Linked DNA regions of Mus musculus: all the other regions are linked to region 1. Evidence: chromatin contacts called from public ChIA-PET and promoter capture Hi-C data. All regions are on one chromosome and are shown on one strand. The core of a region is the stretch at or near the end of the contact, and the rest is flanking DNA. Distances in the headings are between cores, read along the strand shown. Region 1 holds the start of Lin54 (lin-54 homolog (C. elegans)). Region 2 holds the start of Coq2 (coenzyme Q2 4-hydroxybenzoate polyprenyltransferase). Region 3 holds the start of Hpse (heparanase). Region 4 has its middle 35 kb from the start of Coq2. Region 5 overlaps Sec31a (Sec31 homolog A (S. cerevisiae)).

Region 1 (3,131 bases), core at 519-3,018:
AGATAGCTTTGGGGGCAACTTTTTGAGTTCCCAAGGCAGTAATGACAGCTCCAGAATTATTTATTTATATAAGACGAGCAGTTTGATTGGACAAGGGATCAATCCTTTGTGTGCACAGCTATTGACATGAGTTGGTTTTTTTGTTTTTTGTTTTTGACAGGGTTTCCCTGTATAGCCCTGGCTGTCTTGGAACTCACTTTGTAGACCAGGTTAACCTCGAACTCAGAAATCTGCCTGCCTCTGCCTCCCAAGTGCTGGGATTAAAGGCGTGCACCACCACTGCCTGGCTTCTGTTGCTGCTTTTTTGTTTGTTTGTTTTTTTATTTTATTTTATTATTTTTTCTGAGACAAGTTTCTTTGTGTAGCCCTGGTCGTCCTGGAATCTTGATTCAAGGAAAAGAAGGAAACAGTGTGTGTGTGTGTATGTGTCTTACTGAAAGATGCAGGCTGAGTGCTGGGCTCAAACTCCCAATCTTCTTCTTGCTTCAGCCTTTAAAAAGCTAGAATATGGAGGTGGGCCACCCTGCCCAGCTAAAAGCTTTATTTTATTCTTGATTTTATATGAATTGTATTTATTTTTAAGATTTTATTTTCATGCATATCTGTGTATTTGTTTGTGCCCTCAGAGTCGTGAAGAGGATGTTGGATTCCCTGAAACTGGAGTTACAGGCCTTGTAAGTCACCTGGTGTGGGTGCTGGGAGCTGAACTTAGGTCCTTTATAGGAACGGTACCGGGTCCTAACCATGGTCCTAAGCACGGAGACATCTGTCCAGTTCCTTCTAAGAATTATAATATTCAGCACAGTTGTTGAGTGTTATATAATGCATCACTGGATACCACAGTTCTTATATTCACTAATGTAAAACTGTCATTCTCCACATACATTAAACGCTATGTCATGGTGTGAGTTGTTTTGACCAGATTGCTGACACTGATAAGATTGTACTAGTCATTTTAGTCGTTGTAAAAAATCCACAGTAAACCCGGAAATGTTGCCCTTATTCCTTAGGTCCTGTTTTGTAGTAGTGGTATCAGAACTGTGTCAGCTTGGTGGAAGGAACTCAGAATTTTTCTACCAAGGTGAGGTGTGGAGGTGGGGGTTATCTAAATTTGGGGCCTCAGTCTCTCTGCCTTTTTTCTTCTAGTGATGCCCCCACAGTACCCCCAGGAATACTTGGTTGGAAAGCGATACCTTTAACTTATCTCCCGCCTCCTTCGTGTGGTTCCCCAGGTAGTTTCACGTTGTAAGGCCTTTTTAAAATTTAATATATATTTTTTATTTCTTGGATTTATAAATATCCCAGGAAATGAGATGACTGAATGCAAAGAATCCATATGTATCAGTATAAGGTGTGTTGCAAGACAAATTATCAAAAACTCCCTTTCAAGGTAACTCTGCGTGCTCTCTCAGGAGCTTTTAGGAGCCCCTTGCAACGTTCACGTCTAAACCCCAACAGATTTATTAACATTTGAGAAAGGATGCGGACTCTCTCTTCACTCAGGCGCATCACCAAGCGGGGGCGCGCTGGAAACCGCACTGACCGAGGTTTAGTCACAAAGCCAGAAGCACGAACCCACTTGGAGTTCCCCGCCTTCCCTTTGACGGAGGCCCCAGGAGCAGTCACGTGGAACCCCAGAGCGCTCCCCCAGCCCTGCGCAAAGACGCGACTCGGGTTGCCAGGGGGCGGAGCAGGGGCGCGGAAGGGGCGGGGCTCGGGCCGCCGGCGGGGGCGGGGCGGCGCGCGGGCGGGGCGGGGCGGCCCGGCGTATTATGGGATGCGGCGGTGGAATGGCGCTGGGCGTGATTTTGAACAAACCCGGGTCTGTGTTTCGGAGGCGCCGCCGCCGCGGCTGCTGGGAGCCCGGGGAGCGCGGCGCGAGAAGGAGGCGGCGCCGCCGGCTCGGGTGAGTGTCAGCTCCGGAGACCCGGGCTGAGCGGCGGGGACCGGCGCCGGGCCCGCGCTCGGGGCGAGCGGCGCGCGGGCGGAGAGCGCGGCGGCGGCTCCGGGCAGCCGGGCGGTGGGCCGGTGGGCCGCGGCGGACCGAGGGTTGTCGGGGCGCGGCGCGAGCGGCGGGCGCCGGAGAGCGCGGCTGTCAGTCGGCGGGCCGGCGCCGCCCGCCCCGCGCTCGGGAGGAAGGGCTGGGCGGCTGTTGACAGGCTCTCGGCGCGGCCCGGGAAGCGGCTGCCGGCCCCGGGCTTCTGGGAACCTGTTTTGCTGCTGTGTCATTTCGTACCAGCGCCTCCTTTCGCTGCTGCCCGGCGCCGCGTTCTTCCTACGCCCCTTTGTATGGACTCTTCTGGGTGTGTGTCCGTTTCCCTCGCGAAGCCCACCAGCCAAATGTCATAGTGTCCCCGCGGTGCACGGGGGAAGGGAGCGGGCTGGGACTCAGCCTGGTCAAGCAACGGTAAACAACCATCCGAGTGCCGGTGGACCCGGCTGTTGGTGGGGAATAAAGTTGAAAGATGGAGAAACTGGGAACCCCTTCCACGCTCAGCCTCTAGCGGGCTCTCGGTAGAAACGCGCCGGGAGTGGGTGGGAGACAGCCCTTGACTAAGCCTGAGCCTGCTGACTTTTATATGGAGGTGTCATTCAAACAAGGTAGGGAAATGAAATGGCTTCTGCTTCTTCCTTATTCTTAGGGAAACTTAAGACAGTAGATTAGCCTTGTCCACAACCCTGAGATTCAGCTTGCTGGTTTCTGTTAGGTCTTTAAGAGCTTATAGTATGACTGAATGATAAAGAATAAAGCTTTTGAACTGGCAATTAGTAAGGCTTTCTGAAGTCAAACAGCTAACTTTTGGAGGATGCTGGTCCTATTAAGCCTTGCAGCTTATATGTTCTTAATTCCTTACATGATTAATTACTTCTATTCCCTCTTGGGTGCTTATTAGACTACACCATGAGAGGAACTGGAAGGGGGTGGGAGATGGATAGGTTGTTCCGGAATCTTGTTCTAAAGCAAGCTGTTTTTTTCCCCCCTCTGCATTGAACAAGTGTTATCAGCAGCAGATGGTTTTTAATTTGGAAACTTAGATCCTAAAGTCAGTTGGCAAAGGGTTCTAGCGAAGAGCTGGATTTTCTATATGTTAGAAGTTGATGGTTATGAATGATAATAGAGTTGAATCAGT
Region 2 (3,485 bases), core at 86-2,585, 170 kb before region 1:
TTGGACTCAGTCTAGTCTTTACTTTTATAATGTCCTACTACCACTGCAGGACAAGTTGAAATGGGTTTGAGAGTGAAAAAGTTAGTGGACTTTAAAATACATTTTTTTCAAATAAAAAAAAAGCAATTTTAAAAAACAGCTTTATCATCCTTTCCCTCTAAAATAGAAAGCATTCGCAATGATTTTTGCATTTTAAATATTGTGTTGGGAACTCCAGGCAAATGGAAATAGTGTGCAAGTGTGAAAGAGCCTCGTGTTTGGCATGGCGGCACCTATGCTACCTGAAAGGGTGCTTGAAAATAAACAGCGTGGAGGCAACTTTTGGGAAAAGAAAGGAGCCTCAAAGGCCGCAAACCTGTAGAGGAGCTCAACTGGCAAGCAGCAGATGGAGCTAAAAGATCAAAGGACCAGCAGCGCTTCCCAGACTGCAAAGGCCAGCGCGCCCCCTGCTGCACCTTCCTCAAGCGCCAGGCCAGGATCACAGAACTCACTTCATAGGCTTTAAGGAAGGGCACCGAAAAGGATACACCACCATCTCAAAACACTAAAATCCAGATAAGCGACTTGTCCAGAGCCAGTCAGTGAGGGGTTACCGTGGAATAACACATACCAGGTACCTGCAAACATGCAACGGCCAACTATATTAACAAGGGTCGCATAAAGTTGGTTATTGTTTTGTTTTTCTTTGTTTTATTTTTCAAGACAGGGTTTCTCTGTGTAGCTCTGGCTGTCCTGGAACTCACTCTTTAGTAAGCTGGCCGAAAACGTAAAGATCTGACTGCCTCTGCCTCCCGAGTGCTGGGATTAAAGGAGTGCGCCACCACCACCTGGTTATGAAGTTGTTCTTGAGTGAAACTGCATCCTTTTTAGCTGTCAAACTTAGGTTCACCTCGAGTAAAGAATTTCCCTTAAGTATATAGATATAGATAGATATACTTAAATTCATATATATGTATATATATGAGTATATGTATATATGAATATACATATATAAAAATTTACATAATTTGATTTGGCTTTTTGTTTCCCTTTTAGTGTTAGAAGGTGAACATTCCATGTAGTTAACATTTTTGGACTTAAGTTTTTCTTTTTATGGTAGAACTATTCCATACAAATAAACAAACACTCTCCTTTTGAGTTCATTAAGAAGCCTGGAGATGGAGAGATGGCTCAGCGGTGAACAGCACCTGCTGCTCTCCTTACAGAGGACCCAGGTTTGATTTCTAGCACCATACGGCTCAGCCCGGTCTGTAAATCCAGTTCCAGGAGCGCGCGCGCCACCACTGCGCATGCCTGCCCGCGGCCCGTCGCCCTGGATGACGCCACCGACCGGCGTCCAGCCTGGCGCCATGCTGCGCTGGGGAGGCGCGGGGCTCGCGCGGGGCCTGCGGGCCGTTCGGTCCGCATGGCTGCGAGGTCCGCGCGGGCTCCCATTGGCCCTGGTGCGCAGCGCAGGGGTTCCGGGCGCGCGGGATCGGCGAGCCCCGGCCCCCGGGACGCAGCGGGGCCGAGCTCTCAGCCTGTCGGCCGCGGCCGTGGTGAACTCGGCGCCCCGCCCGCTGCAGCCCTACCTGCGCCTCATGCGCCTGGACAAGCCCATAGGTGAGTGGGGCGGGCTGGGCTGCGCTGCGCTCGACAGCCTGCCTGCCTGAGGAGCAGGGCCGCAGTGACCGCGACTCCGCTGCGATGCACCCATTGGGCCAGTCCCCTCGGGACTCGGTCAGGACCTTAGCCAGGGACACGCAGATTTTCCCTCGCTCTGAGCCGGGAGTCCCGGAGGCGGACGTTGATAATCACATATTCCCAGACCATTCCACAAACTCCAGACCACTCCTACCCCATTCAGATGTGAGCAGGTGCTCCTTTGCTTTCACGAAGCTTTTGATTGTTGATTTGCAGTTTTGAAGCATTTCTGCATTCATTAGTTTTCGATTTTTGCCTCCAATTATGTAAGGCCCAAGGGGCATGTAAGTAAGACTATTGAAATCAAGGCTCCTCGTCAGAGCCAGACCAGAAGGACCCCAAAAGTGTTACTACTGGGCTTTTTTTCCCCCTCATCACCGGTTACAAAGATTGAGAGCATCTGAACACAGCCGGGTTATCGTGCTTTAGAATTGCCCGCCAACGTAAACTCACACAAGCCTCTCTATGACCTTCTTTTTCTCAGTCTTTTTCATCAAAGTGCTCACGGACTATTGACACCTGTGACACAATATAAGCTCCGTCTGCACGCAAGGTTTCTGTCTAGTTGGTAAAACGATGCCCGGAGTTGTAGATGAAGTCACCTGGCCTTAGTGACAGAATGAGCTAGGAAAACTACCAGCTTTGAAAGAATTTGTTTCTGGCTGGAAAAGACAGTTGATAACCTAGGAAAGTATGGAAAAGTATCAGAGGTATAGGTCATGCACAGGAAAAGAAAAATAACTTACTGTCTCCAGAGTTCGAACAACTGAAAAAAATAGTACTCCAAAGGAAATGCTATATTATAGAGTAGAGAGGTCTTGGAGAAATATTTTCAAAATCCAAGGGTAGCTAAATATGGTGGCTCACATCTATAGTCTAACATCCAACGGCAGGAGGGCTGATTCAAGTTGCAAGTCAGTCTGGGCTTTATATTCTGAAATAAAAGCCAAACAAACAGACTTAGTGCTGAAACATTAAGACTAGGAGCCTGACCTGCAACCCTGGAAAGATGTAGGAAGAGGGATACAACTGAATTCCAGCTAATCTAGATGTCAGTATGTACAGTTTCAGCGTATGGAAGAACATCCAAATGCCAAACTTATTTGTTCTGCCTTTACCTATCCAGGACCCCCAACGTGGCCCCGTTTGGGTTTGGTGTTTGTTTTTGGACAGGGTCCCATATGTGTCTTTGGCTAACCTTGACCTCCTGCCTCCATTTCCCAGTTGCTAGGACTGCAGGCACTCTCCTCCATGCCTGGCTGGACCTGTTTTATTTTGCATAAGACAAGGGCTTGCTTTGTACTGCAGGTTGGCCACAAACTCCAGAGCTTGCCTCAGCGTCCAGGTGACAAAGTGGGTGGGGTGGCAGTAGCCAGGTGTCACTGTTGATATTCTAGATGTGAATGCTCCCTGTGTGGGTTTTAAGCACCGAATCACTGCAACAAGAGATTATAGACACCTATTAAATAGAAGGCAGGCCTGCCATTATTAGGGTGTTGTATAATTCAGGGTTTACACAAGCATTTTATAATTCTGTTCTTAGATTCTGGGTGACAAAGCTACAAGAGAGACTTGCAGACACGCAGGACAGATCAACAGCTGCCATTGTTTCTGTTTTCACAATTAAGCATCATTAATCTAGTGGCTGTACATCCTGCCATGTAACAGGACTCTATAAAGTGATTCTGAGCCACATTTTTGAGCCAGACCTTGTGGTTTTGAACCTTCAGCTCAATCCAGTGGAGGGACTGTGGTTAAATTACTTTCTGTCTCTGCACCGTCGTTTCTTTCTCTATAAAAGG
Region 3 (3,302 bases), core at 290-2,789, 220 kb before region 1:
GGAGGGAGGTGACAGGTGAAATCATGTCACAACACAGATGGGAAAAGGCCCCATCATCTGAGTCCCCCTTCCATAAGATTATACACCCTGGACAGTTGTCTGTTACCATGACAATTTTCTTTTTACATCCTATGGCTATAGCATATCAACTCAATGCAGGTCAAAGCATTAACTAGGCAGGTAATTTTTAAATCACCCAGACAGACAGATGGGTGCAGATTAGATATACATTTCATTAAAAATTCGTTATTATTTATTGCTTTGCTGTTGGTGCAATCTAAACGGAAAAATGTAAGTGTCATTGGCTTACTCAGTAAATATGAATGGATTACCTACTAAAGACCAAGCACAGTACCACGTATGAGCATGCCATGGGTATCCCACAGGCCCCATCTCTGCCATGGGTATCCCACAGGCCCCATCTCTGCTTCGGAGGACTTTTTAAGCCCAGAGATAAGGTGAGCAAGCAATGAGCAACATCACAAGTGTAGACAGTTCTAACATGGAGGATACTGGGAGGATGCTTGCTGTGTGTGCTATGTGAAATGTGTGGTGAGACCTCACACTGGGGAGCCTCAGCTGCCTGGAAGCTCAGGAAAGCTTCCTCAAGGGGACTGCAAAGCAGCAGAGACAGGCTGCCATCTGCTTGGCCTTGTACACCTGAGTTCAGCTAGCGCTGATGCTTGGGCAGATTGGTGTGTGTGAGTGTGTGTGTGTGTGTGTGTGTGTGTGTGTGTAGCATGGTTCAAGCTTCTTTCATGGTAACACACACACACACACACACACACACACACACACAAGCTTCAGCACTTGTTTGCTATCATTATATACCAGTGTAAAATGTCAAGGGAAAACAAAAGTTGCAGCAACCGCAAAAGATGGGTTTGGGGGAGGGGTTGCTCAGGATTCCAAGGGTAGTTGCTTGGGGGCTTCTTGCTGGGTTTTAGCGGTTGGCCAAGCCTCAGAGCAACTCTTAGGCAGGCTCTCCCAAATACTGTTTTCATAATACTGCTTTAAAAACAGGGTCCCCACCACCATCACCACCACCCCCGTGCAAGGACCGATTTCTAGTTGCATTTTAGCCAATGCTCGGATCAGGTTTTTCAAGCGACAAAGAGATACCTGAGATCCTGGGCAGAGGACATCCTAGCTCGGTCAGATTTGGGCAGGCTCAAGTGACCAGTGTCTTAAGGCAGAAGGGAGTCGGGGTAGGGTCTGGCTGAACCCTCAACCGGGGCTTTTAACTCAGGGTCTAGTCCTGGCGCCAAATGGATGGGACCTAGAAAAGGTGACAGAGTGCGCAGGACACCAGGAAGCTGGTCCCACCCCTGCGCGGCTCCCGGGCGCTCCCTCCCCAGGCCTCCGAGGATCTTGGATTCTGGCCACCTCCGCACCCTTTGGATGGGTGTGGATGATTTCAAAAGTGGACGTGACCGCGGCGGAGGGGAAAGCCAGCACGGAAATGAAAGAGAGCGAGGAGGGGAGGGCGGGGAGGGGAGGGCGCTAGGGAGGGACTCCCGGGAGGGGTGGGAGGGATGGAGCGCTGTGGGAGGGTACTGAGTCCTGGCGCCAGAGGCGAAGCAGGACCGGTTGCAGGGGGCTTGAGCCAGCGCGCCGGCTGCCCCAGCTCTCCCGGCAGCGGGCGGTCCAGCCAGGTGGGATGCTGAGGCTGCTGCTGCTGTGGCTCTGGGGGCCGCTCGGTGCCCTGGCCCAGGGCGCCCCCGCGGGGACCGCGCCGACCGACGACGTGGTAGACTTGGAGTTTTACACCAAGCGGCCGCTCCGAAGCGTGAGTCCCTCGTTCCTGTCCATCACCATCGACGCCAGCCTGGCCACCGACCCGCGCTTCCTCACCTTCCTGGGGTAAGTGCAGCCCCTAGGTTCTGTCCCTTCGTCTGTCCTCGGCTCCCCCTCGCCTGTCCAATCACACTCGCGAGGGCCAGCCACTCTCTTCGCTCAAACAACTTTGTGTTTGCTCTCTGGAGCCTCCCTCCTGTGTGCACTCACCCCTCAAAAGACTTTTCCTGATTCATTTACTCAGCGCTTGTTGCCTGGGCACCAGCCAGGTCCAGGTATGAAGTGGAAATTTGGAGGAAAACAAAAACAAAACAAACGAAGCTGTCATAAACCTTAGCACTTTGTCTGGAGCCTTTGAATTTTGCTTCAGTGTAAGACCAGTAAGCTGGTGTCCCTTAAACTCTGTTAGGAAGTTTTGATTTAAAAGAGGAAGAAAGAAAAGATAGGAAAAGCCTCTATGGAGAAGAACCATTATTCATCTTGCTGCCTTTTAAGCATTTAAACATTACTGGGCTGGGTGTGATACAGTTAATGGACTGTGTACCTCGCATGCAAGAAGACCTGCATCCATCCCCAGAGCTGTGTAATCCCTGGCATGGGCACACACTTGCAGACTGGCACTTGGGAAGTAGGTGTAGGAGGATCAGGAGTTAACGGCGATCTTTAGCAACGTAGCAAGTTTGAGGGTAGACTGGACTGAATAGGAGTGGAGGGAGGAGAGAGAGAGATGGAGAAAGGAGCCGGAGACTGACTGACTGACTGACTGGGAAAATGATAGAGGTCAGTGGGACAGACAGGAGAGAATATGACCAAAAATACACTTTATACACATTTGAAGATGTCGTGACGAAACCCCATTATTATGTATAATTAATATATGCTAATAAAAACACCATAGAGGCACGATTCTCCAAGATGAGGGTGCAGAGCGGAGGCTGCCTCATCAACTGCAGGAACCACATCTCTGGCCCCTGTTCCGTGAGTGCAGACTGTCCCCAAGATGAAAGGCTCAGGCACAGTCATAGGCCTTCTAAACTTGGGAGCCTCCAGAGATGACCACGTCCTTTGTTGTTTTTGACATTGTGTAACCACTATTGAAGGCTGACCTTGAACTTTTGATCTCCCTGCCTCTTGAGGGCCACCACACTCAGCTGACTACATCTTCACCAGCCCATTCTGTCACCATTGTCAAAGGCCTAGACTTCGATCGCATGTCCAAGCCCACACTATCTGGCATCACTGCAGATCTCACACAGATTCATCCCCATGGCTAAGGGTCTGGTAGTCCAACTACCCTGTTTTCTCCAATCTGACTCATTGGATTTCTGTAATGGCTTGAGAGAGTTGGTGCTTCTTACAAAGCTTGAAGGTTAAGCTAATTGTTTCGTCTTGCCTAGCATACACAAAATCCTGGGTTTCATCCACAACATTTTGTAAAACGAGGCATGGTGGCTCATGACCTCCACCCCAGCATTTAGGAGCCAAAGACGTAAGGATCAGCAGTT
Region 4 (3,227 bases), core at 610-3,109, 140 kb before region 1:
ATTGTCCTGCAGAGAGTGTACATCAATTTCCATGGAGTATGCAATCAAGGGGATGAGAGGAAAGAGGCAAGGTTTACCCACTGTCCTGCCTAGAACTTGTCAGACACAGCAAGTGGCTAAGTCACATTTACAGGACGGTAAAATAAGTCCCTCCCTTTGGAGGGAAGAGTGCAAAGCATTTGTGAACATATCATAAAGCTATCATAAGCTCTGTAAGGAGGTGTCACACGCAGGGCACTAGGATACATATGGATGTGAGGTCTTCATTTACTAGTGAATTAGTGGGCACCCGGATCTGGAGTTGGTAACCTTTACTATCAGTAGGACGGTATGTGCGCGTGTGTTTGTCTGGGGTTATGGACTGAACATTTATGTTCCCCCACACGTGCTGAATTAGAAGCCTAAACCCCAGTATGGTGGTGGGGTGCAGAGCAGTTAAGTGGGGTGCAGCACAGCTCAGATCTCACAGGGACAACTTCACATGGCAGCTTCATGTAAAAAGATTTCTATACTGATCCCACAGTAAGGCAAAAAGAACATTATATATTTTTTAAAATTAAGCATGTGACTTCAAGGAAGTTCTCTTGAACTTAAGAGAGTTCTAACTAAGTTCCAGAACAGCCAGAGCTACACAGAAAAACCCTATCTCAAAAATACAATGAAAAAAAAAAAAAAAGAATTCTAACTAGATGGCTTGGAGCCACTTCTTCCTAGTTCTTTCTGTTCTCTCTCAGAGCCCGAGTCAGAATGTCCGAGCGTCAGACACGCATCTGCAGCCTGGCCTTGAGGAGCTAGTGACAATTTCTCCTTTGGAGTCCCCGAAGGATTCACCCCATTCTCTTGGAAGTCTGTTCCAACCTGTTCCTTCTCCTTCCAGCCACCATTTTTAAAGCATGTTTGTGAATGGTCAGGCCCTCCTCTCAGATACCCTGGGAGGGTGTGTATAATCCCTGCCTCTATTTACACGGTTCTTGTTCTTTCCTAATGAGCTGTTTGATATTTGATTAAGTACCAGTTGTCAGGTTCTATAAATTTACTCTTTTTCAGTAGCTACTAGATATGCAGGCAGGCAGCCTGCTGTCCGGGTTATATCAGAAACCAGTCCTTACTGTAGTGCACTTGGGTCTGGCTCTCTCATCCCCACCAGATCCAGGATGAGCACACATCCCAGCTACATACCATCCTTGAGAGCTTGGTTGGCCTCCAAGATGAACATGTATGTCCTTCGCCATTTTTATTCAAGCTTTACTTTACTATTGTGTGTGCAAGTGTTTTGTGTACACGCATGTCAGTGCACCAGGGAGACCAGAAGATGGTGTTGGATCCCCTGGGACTGGAGTTATGGATGGGTGTAAGCCATCTTGTGGGTGCTGGGAATCGAACCTGGATCCTCTGGAAGACTAGCTGCTGCTCTTAACTGTTGAGCCTCTCCAGCTCCCTTCCTTCACTTTGGGTGCCTTTCTCATAACCAAGTTATCCAGGAGGCTGCATTTTTGACTGTTAAGAAAGGTCCAGGAGACATAATATAATGTCAAGCAAATAGTGGTTTGTGTATCAGGGAGACCAAAGGTGGTGGTTTGAGGGTTGGGGGGGGGGGGCTGCCTGAGAGGACACAAGAGGAAGAAGGCTCTTACAGGATGAATCTTCATGGGAAGCAAAGGAGATACTTGACTAAGACCAGTTATATAACCCTGGTCTGCTCCACTTTGCCAGGAATTCCTTGAGTCAGTTGGGAGCTTGTAGCAGGCTGGATTTAAGTCTTGTTTTACCTCAAAACAGGGATTGTAAGGAACTGTCCAAGCTAAGTTTCACTTTTGTTTGCAAATCAAACCAGGCAAAGAAAGGCTTATGTGTGGTAGGATAACAAGCCATGGGAAGCGACCTTCAGAAGGGCCTGCTTCCTTCCCTGTTTCAATAAAATTAGTTGCTCTTTCTGTTCCTTCTTTCTTGTCCTTTCTTGTTGTTGCTGTTGTTGTTGTTGCTGCTGCTGCTGTTGTTGTTGTTCTTCTTCTTCCTCTTCCTCTTCCTCTTCCTCTTCCTCTTCCTCTTCCTCTTCTTCTTCTTCTTCTTCTTCTTCTTCTTCTTCTTCTTCTTCTTCTTCTTCTTCTTCTATCTGTTTTGTTTTACTTCGTTTTCAGAGCATTTAAAACCCCAGTTTGCTGCTGAGGACCTACCTCAACGGCAGGGCATGAACTTTCATAACCCCATCCCCCACCCCAGTAGAATCTCACATAAACAAACCAAAAACCCCAAAAGCCCAACAGCAAACATTATTCTGAGAAGTCGGTGGCTTTCCTGGCTCTGTATAGCACTGATAAATAAAGAGTCTGCCGGTGACGGACAGATGTGGTGACAGACAGATGTGACTGCAGGCCTCGTCTGGCCCGCCAGCCATGTGGACCTTGAACGATAACTGGACCTTATGAGCATCAGTGTCCCCACAATAAAATGGAGATAACAGTGCATATTATGAAGTTTTAAGGATTAGATGGGATTGTTCGTGTAAAACATTAACATTCTGCCCAGATAACATTAATAAGTGGCAGACATGACCGCTCCAGGAAAACATGCTTGAATCTCAAACGCATTCTTGCTTTTCCATGTCCCATAATTACAGAGCCCTGGCTTGGGTTGATTAATGGTTGGTCATTTCTTTTTAAAGATTTATTTATTTATTTATTTAATGTAAGTACACTGTCGCTGTCTTCAGACACCCCAGAAGAGAGCATGAGATCTCATTACAGATGATTGTGAGCTACCATGTGGATGCTGGGATCTGAACCTCTGGAAAAGCAGTCAGTGCTCTTAACCGCTGAGCCATCTCTCCAGCCCCAACGGTTGGTTATCAATGGTGTTTATTAATGATTCTATTCTCTCTCCCTTGTCATAGCCTGAAACAACTCAAATCACTTGTGTGGTAAAGCCTAACGTACTTTCTCCAATCTCTCACAGAAGGCACCATGTAAAATACAAGCACTACCACACTAGACTTGACTAGAAAAGATACTAGCATTAGAGCCCTAAGAAAAGAACACACAGCCTACTGAACACATGGAAGGAACTCAGGAGCCACAGGGTTGTCTCTTCCATCAGCAGACACCAGTAAAAAAGGGACAGTGACTGGGCTGAAGGAAGATTAAATCCCTTTTCTCCACGCCTGTTTCTGACCAGGTGTTCCTGCTGGAGCAGAACAAAAAGCAGCTTCCCAAAGGAGAGCTTCTATTGCC
Region 5 (3,271 bases), core at 739-3,238, 130 kb after region 1:
AGTTGACCAGTGGATAATCACTGTTAGGATCCTACAGATTTCCAAGCTTCCTGTTGAGATATGAGATGGTGTGGCAAAGGCTCAGAGAGATGGATATTACAGTTAGCAAAACATTTATTCAGTCAGTTCTTTTTTTTTTTTTTAATTTATTTATTTTGTTTGAGTGCTCTATCTGCATGTACACCTGCATGCCAGAAGAGGGCATCTGACCCCATTACGGATGGCTGTGAGCCACCATGTAGTTGCTGGAAATGGAACTCAGGACCTCTGGAAGAGCAGACTGTGTGTGCTCTTAACCATTGAGCCATCTCACCAGCCCCTATCCATTCAGTTCTTAACAAGACCTACTCTGTAATTAGAATTACGGAAGAAGTAGAGAGGCTGAAAAGGACAGTGTATCTCTAAGGAATAATGAGTAACTTCTAGAAATAAAATTTTGTATATGTGTCAAATTTTGAATAGCCTCGTGTAGTAGAATAAGGAGTATATAGTTCATACAATAAGAAAATAAGAGTCTCGTAGAGATCCTGGACTGCTGAGTGGGGTGACCTAAGTGTCACTTTCAGGAGAGTACTCTGAAGGCTTCCTCACGGGAGAGATTGTGACACATGCTGCCCCCAGTCCTGGAGTGGAGTGGCAGTGGTGCAGGTCCCTTGTGGCAGAAAGTGGTCCCTGGGTCACTGTCTAGGATGAGTGGGTGCTGTTTGACTCTTTTTTTTTTTTTTCTTTTTTCCAGTTCTTGGTTTACTTTGTGTTTCTAAGAGAAAAACTTTCAAAAATATGATGGCCGTAGAGCTAGCCAGCTGGCCCACTCTCTCCCCAGAGTCACAGTGCTCATTTGATTCTGATTTCACTGCTAACTTTGAGTCTGACTTTGTTATGACCTCCGTGCCATCACTAAGGGATCATGTGAAAATTGCTATTCAGACTTCCTTGTGCTGCAGCTTAGTGAGAGCAGATCACTTGCAGGCTCCTGCTTAGGAGCTGGAGAAGTGGTCTTCGTCCCTCCCCGGTCCTGTGAGCAGGGTGGGGCAGAGGGTGCATAGCTCAGAGCAGTTGTCTTGGCTCCTGCCCTCCCACTGGAGCTGCATGGGTTCTGAAGGCTGTGTGTGCAGATGAGTGTGCCCGCTTCTGCGCCGTGCTGGGCCACAGTGGACGGGATGTGCTCAGTGTGTACTCTTCCCCACTGCTGGAGGCTTGACAGCAGCGCTGTGTCACCTAAGACCCTGCTGGACAGAGAACATTAGGTCCTACCGTAGCCTCACTGATTGTTCTGCTTGAACAGGTTCTCAGTTGGCATGGGTCCACGGCTTTGAGTGATGCTGGCAGGGCACACTTGCAGGCATGTGGCATGAGTAGGTAGATGGGGAAGTGCTGTGTGCTTAGGGTGTGCTGAGCTCCATTGCCAGGGAGAGAAACCGTCAGGATAAGAACCAGGGAAACACTGAGGGCTACATTGAGAGCAGACCAGGCTATCTAGTTAGAGACTCTGCCAATAAGTAAGTTTTAACAAATTGTAAAGTTTTGTTCCTTTGAGGTTAGTTTGCTTTTTCTGGGTCCTGTTAAGCAGGGAAGAAAAAGTATTAAAGTGATAATTTTAGAATGTCTTCCATAATACTATCTAAGTGACTTTTACATTTTATCAACAGAAAATCAATCTTTCCAAGACCAGGCATCTATATTGGAAGGTGAATTGGTTGTAAAACATACTTTAGTAAATAATTTAATCATTAAATACAGCTAATGAATGGGCATTAACAATAATGCATGTGATCGGTATCATTTTTATTTGGCTTCTTAATTGAATTAAATTTTAGAAGTGATTAAATGCATATAATGACTCCCAGTTTTAATCATGGACGCTGCCTGTCTTAGTAAGCATAAGACAGGACTGGAGTGTGCAGCTACAAGCATGAGGTGGTGGGCGAAGTTTCAGTGATTCCTCTGTGTGCTGGGACAGTCAAGAGTTTGTTAAGCAGACGTGACGCAATAGCTTGGACCAACTCCTGACTGTTCAGAGCCCTATCCGGCCTGTCTTGTGAACTTGTAGGAAGTTCTGTTTAACAACAAAGCAACTAAGTCAATAGTATTTAGGGAAAGAGTGGCTTGCCAAGCAGTTTTGTTGTGATATAATATTCATATCAGCTCAGCAAGCAAGGGGGAGGGACGAGGGGAAGGTGACTCCAAAACCAACTCACTTCCTGTCTTCATATGGTCACGCAAACACCTGTGCTTTAGCAACTGTCTGCTTCCACGGAGAGGGGTAAGGTAATCACCTTGTGATTTGGAAGCTGTCTGGTTTCAGCATGTTTTGTAATGTGCTGGTACTAAAACAGTGAGCTCTACTGATGGCCGTTTCTACCTCTGCGATGCCAGCATATTGGGGTCTCAGTTCTGAGGAAGCTTGCTGTACTTGACCAAGTTTGACAAGGCAGGGAATGCTGAGAGCTACTTACTCTTCTGCAGTTGGGTCTGCTGCTGTTTTCTTGTTTGCCCTGTGTTACTGGGCATGGAACCCAGGCCTCCCATTCTGGGCAAACATTCCATCATTGAGTTGCTCCTTGGCCTGGAAACGTTTTTGTAAACAATAGACCCATGTTCCGCATCTGTGCTGGTGTGCGTGTTGAGTTGCTCCCTTGGCAATAGAGGGCTCTCTCCTTTCTTTTTTGGACATCGAGTATGACAGAGCTGTGCAGAAGCACACTCAGCCAACCTATTTTCCCTTTATCAGGAGAGAAGAGAGAACTGACTTTGAAGGCTGGGGGTCACTTTAGACATAAGGACTTAGGCCTGAAGCTTAGGACAGTCCCTTTACATAGCAGTACTATCAGGATATGTTGTCTAAGGCAAGCCCTGTGTGACCCCGGTTGATTGGTGGAACCTGTTAAGGAGAGCGTTTAGGGTTCTGAAAGAAAATGTCTTCTATTTTAGGTCCTCAGAATGGTTGGAATGATCCTCCAGCTCTGAACAGAGTGCCGAAGAAGAAGAAGGTAATGAGAAGTTCTCTACCTGTGCGTGTCTTTATCTGTACCACCTGGAGCACAACACACTTAACCCATGGCTTTAAGGGCAAAGCTTGCCGGTTACTGTATATAAAATGCATCATACCAAGTTTTCTTCTAATCCATGGTAAAAGGAGGGAAGCTAGAGTGTCGTCAAAGCCTTACTCTGCGCTGTGACTGACACAACTGTAGTCCCCATGCTTGGGAGGACGAGGCAGGCCAGCAAGGGGACGATGGCTTAGGAACCCTGGCCTTCCTTGGCTTGGCCT

The links. Promoter capture Hi-C pulls out the DNA fragments that hold promoters and counts their contacts. ChIA-PET counts read pairs in DNA pulled down with a chosen protein or histone mark. Capture Hi-C pulls out chosen DNA fragments and counts their contacts.
Region 2: an RNA polymerase II ChIA-PET map of effector CD8 T cells shows a contact between it and region 1, with 135 read pairs. The contact joins the promoter of Coq2 here to the promoter of Lin54 in region 1. A contact is called at or near these places in 13 of 39 promoter capture datasets (the 3T3-L1 cell line, 3T3-L1-derived adipocytes, the C10 cell line and 7 more), 5 of 484 Hi-C or Micro-C datasets (bone marrow-derived macrophages, cerebral cortex, embryonic stem cells and 1 more), 12 of 115 datasets of contacts at active chromatin or transcription factors (the 230-238 cell line, the HPC-7 cell line, the SCID.adh cell line and 8 more) and 4 of 9 other capture datasets (adipose tissue, liver, macrophages and 1 more).
Region 3: a promoter capture Hi-C map of adipose tissue shows a contact between it and region 1. The contact joins the promoter of Hpse here to the promoter of Lin54 in region 1. A contact is called at or near these places in 5 of 39 promoter capture datasets (the C10 cell line, hematopoietic stem and progenitor cells, macrophages and 2 more), 2 of 484 Hi-C or Micro-C datasets (bone marrow-derived macrophages and natural killer cells), 5 of 115 datasets of contacts at active chromatin or transcription factors (the 230-238 cell line, bone marrow-derived macrophages, effector CD8 T cells and 2 more) and 3 of 9 other capture datasets (adipose tissue, liver and pancreatic islet).
Region 4: a promoter capture Hi-C map of macrophages shows a contact between it and region 1, with 5 read pairs. The contact joins the enhancer-like site here to the promoter of Lin54 in region 1. A contact is called at or near these places in 3 of 39 promoter capture datasets (the 3T3-L1 cell line, the C10 cell line and macrophages), 2 of 484 Hi-C or Micro-C datasets (CD8 T cells and bone marrow-derived macrophages), 1 of 115 datasets of contacts at active chromatin or transcription factors (effector CD8 T cells) and 2 of 9 other capture datasets (adipose tissue and liver).
Region 5: a contact with region 1 is called in a promoter capture Hi-C map of liver, with 1.7 times the contacts expected there. The contact joins the enhancer-like site here to the promoter of Lin54 in region 1. A contact is called at or near these places in 4 of 39 promoter capture datasets (3T3-L1-derived adipocytes, the HPC-7 cell line and liver), 4 of 115 datasets of contacts at active chromatin or transcription factors (the HPC-7 cell line, the SCID.adh cell line, microglia and 1 more) and 4 of 9 other capture datasets (adipose tissue, embryonic stem cells, liver and 1 more).

The regions. Positions count from the first base shown.
Region 1 is chr5:100,499,276-100,502,406 of GRCm38.p6, reverse strand. It overlaps Lin54 (lin-54 homolog (C. elegans)), which reads left to right and starts at 1,768. Exons shown (of 13, transcript NM_172714.4): 1 at 1,768-1,906.
Region 2 is chr5:100,672,106-100,675,590 of GRCm38.p6, reverse strand. It overlaps Coq2 (coenzyme Q2 4-hydroxybenzoate polyprenyltransferase), which reads left to right and starts at 1,335. Exons shown (of 7, transcript NM_027978.2): 1 at 1,335-1,602. The coding sequence starts at 1,350.
Region 3 is chr5:100,717,953-100,721,254 of GRCm38.p6, reverse strand. Hpse (heparanase) reads left to right here and starts at 1,539. Exons shown (of 12, transcript NM_152803.5): 1 at 1,539-1,863. The coding sequence starts at 1,661.
Region 4 is chr5:100,637,798-100,641,024 of GRCm38.p6, reverse strand. No RefSeq gene overlaps it. Among named protein-coding and RNA genes, the nearest start is that of Coq2, 35 kb to the left of the region's middle. Within about 2 kb of position 1,859, at least 28 of the 459 cell types and tissues checked have an H3K27ac peak or open chromatin away from gene starts, as enhancers often do. A contact at or near this core is called in bone marrow-derived macrophages and macrophages, where this site is marked.
Region 5 is chr5:100,368,013-100,371,283 of GRCm38.p6, reverse strand. Sec31a (Sec31 homolog A (S. cerevisiae)) reads left to right here. Exons shown (of 28, transcript NM_026969.1): 23 at 1,650-1,688; 24 at 2,932-2,990. Among named protein-coding and RNA genes, the nearest start is that of Sec31a, 47 kb to the left of the region's middle. Within about 2 kb of position 1,988, at least 36 of the 459 cell types and tissues checked have an H3K27ac peak or open chromatin away from gene starts, as enhancers often do. A contact at or near this core is called in adipose tissue, liver, microglia and 1 more, where this site is marked.